Regions from separate parts of the Hordeum vulgare genome. Here region 2 is linked to region 1. The links are chromatin contacts, called in public Hi-C maps. All regions are on one chromosome and are shown on one strand. The core of a region is the stretch at or near the end of the contact, and the rest is flanking DNA. Distances in the headings are between cores, read along the strand shown. Region 1 has its middle 7.1 kb from the start of LOC123405939. Region 2 holds the start of LOC123405786 (4'-phosphopantetheinyl transferase HetI-like).

Evidence for each region. A called contact is a pair of places that touch in the nucleus more often than the background predicts.
Region 2: a contact with region 1 is called in a Hi-C map of leaf, with 6 times the contacts expected there. The contact joins the promoter of LOC123405786 here to the enhancer-like site in region 1. A contact is called at or near these places in 2 of 6 Hi-C or Micro-C datasets (leaf and seedling) and 1 of 1 datasets of contacts at active chromatin or transcription factors (embryo).

What each region holds. Positions count from the first base shown.
Region 1 is chr1H:32,700,327-32,703,363 of MorexV3_pseudomolecules_assembly, forward strand. No RefSeq gene overlaps it. Among protein-coding and RNA genes, the nearest start is that of LOC123405939, 7.1 kb to the left of the region's middle. Within about 2 kb of position 1,500, at least 1 of the 3 cell types and tissues checked has open chromatin away from gene starts, as enhancers often do. A contact at or near this core is called in leaf, where this site is marked.
Region 2 is chr1H:32,989,692-32,992,728 of MorexV3_pseudomolecules_assembly, forward strand. It overlaps LOC123405786 (4'-phosphopantetheinyl transferase HetI-like), which reads left to right and starts at 1,609. Exons shown (of 9, transcript XM_045099362.1): 1 at 1,609-1,791; 2 at 1,907-2,202. The coding sequence starts at 1,997.

The DNA.
Region 1 (3,037 bases), core at 250-2,749:
GAGTTTACTTTGCTTGAGATAAATTTGCTTCTCGTGAAGACACAGATTTGCTTTAGCAAAAGACAAAAATGAATAAAAAATTGCACTTTTTTTCCTTTGATGGAAGACACTATTAGTTTCTCATTTTGACATAGATTTACTGCTGTGAAAAATACAGTTTTGCCTTTCACAAAAAAAACATCTTGTTTTTGTTTTCTCGAGAAGCATAGATTTGCTTCAGTGAAAAGCACATCTATTTCCTCTCAAAAAGAGGGGAAATTAAGGAAAATATTTCCAGCTTATTTTTTTCTGATTTTTCCTTTCTACGTATAAAAAAAGTCAAACCCTATTTTAAAGCTTCAGACTGAATTCTAGTTGTATAGATCTTGAAGCGAGAATTTTAATAATCAAAATGGTTCATAATTTGCATGCACAGTTTAACATGCATTTTTTTAATAAACATATCTATATAAAATAATAAAACTTTTAAATTACGACAGGTGACGCACATACAACACGTCACTAGTCAACTCCTATAAAGGTAGGAATAGCCTTAGTAAAAGATACCCCTTAATTAGTGGTGTTGTTATTTTCGGGAGCATGGCCTGAAAACGCCAGGTACTACAGGCTTCACAATGGACGCACGAAGCCCACAGCCTATTACGCGCCCTATCGGGTGCCCGCCCTTATATCCAAAATCATTAATTAAAGAATATTTCTTTTAAATATTATTTTTATCTTTTCAGATTACGACAAGTGATGCACTGAATGGGTGTCGTTTGTCGTGATTCGAAAGTTTTCCCTTTTTCTAGTCCGTATTTCTGAAATCTTGTATCTCTTAAACAGTACGTTCAAATGTTGAATTGTTTTCATCATTGGGTTTCTCACATCAAGATCTTCAAAACTAGATACCATGTTTATATGTTTTAATAAACTTTTTTTCATAAAGAACGGGTAAAAAAAACCAAACAAAAAAATGTGTCTACCGCGATAGAAAAAAAAACAAAAAACATGTTTTTTCTTGTTTCTGAGAGGCACGGCCATGTCACTCACGGAAGCAAAACTGTGTCTCTCGCAAAAAACAATATTAAAAATATATCTTTTTCATTCATCAGTGGCACGGTCGTGCCTTTCACGAAAGTAAAACCGTGTCTTTCACTCGAAAAAATAAAAAACACATTTTTTTTCTTTTTCGAAAGGCACGTCCGTGAAAGCAAAATTGTGCCTCTTATGAAAAAAACAGAAAACATATTTTTTTCGTTTTCGAGAGGTACGGCTGTGGCTCTCGCGAAAGCAAAACTGTTCATCTCGAGGAATAAAAAACAAAAAAAAAAGTGTTTTTTTGCATAATTTTTTGTTTTTCGATTTTTTCTCAGAAAGCTAAGAAAGATCGGTGAAAAATCAAAACCCGCAAAAATATATTTAAAAAACCATTCTATAAAGCCGATAAGAAATAGAGTCTTAACCCGTCACGTCAAAGGTTGTGTGAGATGGGCCGGCTAGAGGCCACAAACTTATGTTCTTTTTTATTTTCCTTTTTTCCCCTTTTTTCTCTAAATTTCGCCCTAAACCAACGACTGGGCCTCATCTAATAGTTGGGCGTCATCTCGCAGTTTCTACAAAGAGTTACATGCCTGAATAATACTCCGTCACACTCCCATCGGTCGCCGGCGGCGCTGCCTGCACAACGACTCCGTCCCCGTTGCCGCCGTCGCATCGTCACCGCGGCCACGAACCCATGGGGAGGGAGCAGAGCGAATCCACAACACGGCCGCCAGTTTCGATGCCGTAAGCTCACGGATTTTACTAATTGTTTCAGATTGATGCTTTTGATCTCCATAGGCTTTGGAGCTTTTGCCCAGATGCATGCTGCCGTTCTCATATCTCTAACTTGCCTCCGCACAGTAGCAATCTGTATTATTAGTGACTGTCTTAAAAATAGCAGTTCATGCATCATCTTGAAAATAGCCAATCTCAAAATCATGGCCTGTCTAATTATATATGCAGACGCAAAGAACTGCATTGATTTTATCTGAAAATGAAACGAAAGACAAACATATTGACATAACTACTCCGTCGGCCTGCAGTAATGTCTTTTCACTTCCTCTGCTGAAACTACACTTTGTTCATAAAAAATTGTACTACTAATTTTGTTTTCTGGTATTTCGACTTCATTAAATTAGTCTTCTGGTAGCAGGTGAGACTGAACTGTAGAGTGCTCTTGGAATATCAGCATCGTCCAAGCATTATTTGTGGAATTCAGGCGATAATCTGTAAAATAAAGAAAATAGGCGCACAAGTGAGTACTTGAACCTTTTTTTAGGGTTTTGCTTTTGTTTGAACTTTGAACAAACTGCATTCAGTAGGCAGGCAATGCATATGTACAAAGAGGCACGCTAACTTCTAATAGCCGAGACTTGGCATATTTCCATGGATATTTTGTGAAAGATATTACCGGCAAGGCGACACTATATAATTATCACTCTGGAGTTTGCTGTTTTGGAATCTAATGCAACCATATTTTGTGACGTTGACTAGAAATGCTTGCTACTATGCATGCTAGAATGGTGCATGTGCAAACTTTTTCGTATCACAGCTGAAGTCTTAGGTTTAATTCTCCGAACTGATTTGGCATGACGATGGTACATGATTGATCTGTGAAAACTTCATGTGAGCAGGGAACTTTAGTACTCCCTCCGTCCGGAAATACTTGTCCTAAAAATGCACATAATGGATGTATCTACAATTAAAATAAGTCTAGATGCATTCATCTTTAGGACAAGTATTTCCGGACGGAGGTAGTATTTGCCGGTCTATTTCTGGTACATGATAATGATTTTCGTCTTTGCTGGCTATTTTTGGTAATTAACACTGTTGTTACTCGAATTGGAGTTCAATTGTTTTTTCTTTATTCTTCTTTGTATGCAAGACTTCACTGTAGCTTCCTAATGTATAATTTATTGCTTGTTATTTGACACACTCAAGATGTTCGGACCTTTTATATCTGTGCTACGTGCAAAATGGAAGAAATAATGAACATTGAAATCTAATGTAGAGT
Region 2 (3,037 bases), core at 359-2,858, 290 kb after region 1:
TTTCCAGCCGTTTTTTTCCGGTTTTGGAAACTTTCTAGGAGATTCCCTAAACCGTTTTTTTTTCTGTTTTCTTTATTCTTGTTTGTTTTTGTTTCAAAATTGTTTTGGATTTTCAAAAGATGTTTTGGAAATTAAAAAATGTTTTGGAATTTGAAAAAAATGTTCCGTATGTTGGAAAATGTTCGGAATTTGAAAAAAAGTTCCGGAATGTAAAAAATGTTTCCGAATTTGAAATAATGTTCTGGAATTTGAAAACATGTTCGGCTATTTGAAAAAATGTTCCGGAATTTGAAAAATGTGCTGGTATTTAAAAAAAAGTTCCGTAATTTGTAAAAATATTCTGGATTTTGAAAAAATGTTCTGAAATTTGAAAATATGTTCTGGAATTTGAAAAAAATATTCCGGAATTTTAAAAAATGTTACGAAATTTTAAAAAAATTCCGGAATTTTAAAAGAATTTCCGGATTTTGATATTTTCATAATTTTAGAAAAGTTCCGGAATTTGTAAAAAATGCTCCGTATTTGGAAAAATGTTCCGGAATTTAAAAAAATGTTTTGGAATTTGAAACTTTTCCGGAATTTTTAAAAAAAATTCAGAATTTGAAAAGGGGCCTGCTATGCATCCACCGGTGGATGTTTACTAAACATCCACCACTTGGAGGGCCTTCCGATCTACACGTAGCCGTCGGATCTGCTCCGGTCAGGCACCCCATAATTTCTGAAACGATGGCTGAGTTGCAGAAACTTTCGCTTTGTTGCAAGAAATAAACTTTGGACCCGTTAATTCCTGAAACAATGGTCGAGTTTCAGAAACAATTTGCTTGTTGCAGGATTTTTTTTCTTCGTCTTTCTGCAACATAGGTATTTTTGCGGGAGAATTTTTTGCAACAAAGGTCATGTTTCAGGAATTTTTACAACAAAGGTCAAGTTGCGAATTTTTTTTGCAACGTTCATAGGCGGCTGACGGCGGCCGGATGGTCAGAACATAAATCTACAGTAGACCACTCCAACATCGTATATGTTTCAAAAACATAGTCTTTGTTGCAGAACCGCATAGTCACTTGGACGCGTGTCTTACGGGGGAGGTGGCTGATGTGGTCATTATAATCCGCCTGCTGATGGTTAGCTTTTCCCATTTGAAAAACGATTTTGCACATGTTTTATAAAAATGTTCCTATTAAAAGTTTTTTGTTTTGATAATTCAAAAAATGTTTGTGCTTGAAAAATGTGTTTGCGCTTTCAAATTTGTTTGGTATTTTGCAAAATTGTTCTCCTTTACAAAATTTATGTTCTCAAAATTCGAAAAATGTTCACGCTTCCAGAATTATTCACGTTTTTTGAAAGTTGTTCTTTAAATTCGAAAAATGTTTTTGCTTTAAATAAAAAACAAAGTAAAAAGGAAAAAAGAAACAAACAAATAAAAATAACAGTGAAGGAAAAAGGTAACAGAAAATAGAAATAAAACTGGGCTGGCCCATTATGCCCCCCCCCCCCCCCCCCCATGCGGCGCTGGAGCGGCAGGTAGGAGCTCCTCCCTGCTCCGGCAATAAAATCCGCGTTCTTTGGTTAGCTGGGCCAACCTGGGCTTTCTGGTCCGGTGCACGGGCAAGCCCACCCTTTCAGGTCTATCACCTCTCGATCCATCTGACGCACGCCTCGCGGCGGCGGCGGCGGATTTCACACTCCTCCTCGACTCCGCCCTTACCCGCCCGCCGCCGGCGCCCGCAACCTCTCCCGGACGCGCCCCTGCCCAGGATCTGCACCGCCGACGAGCCCCCGGCGCTGCGCTAGGTAAGGCCCATCTAATCCAGCCTCGCATTGCACGATTTGTGAGGCCGGAGCGGTTGTTGGCGGGATGTGAGAGAGACCCTCTAAATGGCCGCCATTTCTTGTTGCTCCGCCGCAGAGACTACGACCGGCCGGCCGCTCCCTCGTTGCCACCAACAGCCAGCGCTATAAGCCAAACCCGGCGGGCAGCGCGAAGCAGCATACGCGCATGCGCCACCACCACCGCGTCCTCCTCCGCTGCCGCGCGATGCCTCTCCTGCCGTCGCCGCCGAGGACGCTGCGGGTTGAGGGAGGCCTTGTGCGCCACCGCCTCGTCAGATGCCGTGGGTTGCCTATCCCGCCGAAGACGCCGGGGGTCTCGGGCGGGCGCCTGTTCTCCTCCCTGCCGCTCCCGCCGCCTCTCCAGTCCCCAAGGTAGCCACCTTTCATCCTTATGTGCCCTGTCTGCTAGGACATATGGTAGATCTGCCTCTGGCGGCAGGCAGTAGAGGTTACGCTTGCCTGTGTATGGCGTTTTCAACCAGTGGTTAGAGGTTTCGTCGGCGGTGAGGGGAATTGGGGATGTGAGTAGAGCAGCAAGGGGGTGGGATTGAAGAGCAGGAGATGTGAATTGGGAATCATTTTCATTCAGCATAATGATCTGTTCGATTACATGTCATTAAATTGGATCTGGGCACCACAGCTGGCAGGTGCGCCCTACGGCACTCGCTACCTTCTACTCCCTCCATTCCTAAATATAAGTCTTTTTAGAGTTTCCACTAGGGAACTACATACGGATGTATATAGATATACATTAGAGTATACATTCACTCATTTTGCTACGTATGTACTCCCCTAGTGGAATCTCTAAAAAGACTTATATTTAGGAACGGAGGGAGTATGATCAACCCGTGTCGGGTGGCGGCCACAGGTGACGGGGGCATGATACTATGCTCCACGTCTTGTGTCTGTCTCTCCTTAATATGGAAAGTAAGTACTTCATACTCCCTCCGTCCCAAATTTTTTGTCTTAGGTTTGTTTAGAAATGAATGTATCTAAATACGAAAACTTGACAAGATGCATTTATATCTAGACTAATTTAAGACAAGAATTTTGGGACGGAGGGAGTATTAGACAATGCCGGAGATTGCCAATATTACTGGCTTCCACCTGCTATTACCAATCTTGTTTGGTTCACTAAAAATGTGAAAAAGGTACACTTCTTATGTTCATGAAAATAACGCAGTGCATGAGAATCAAACACATCAGA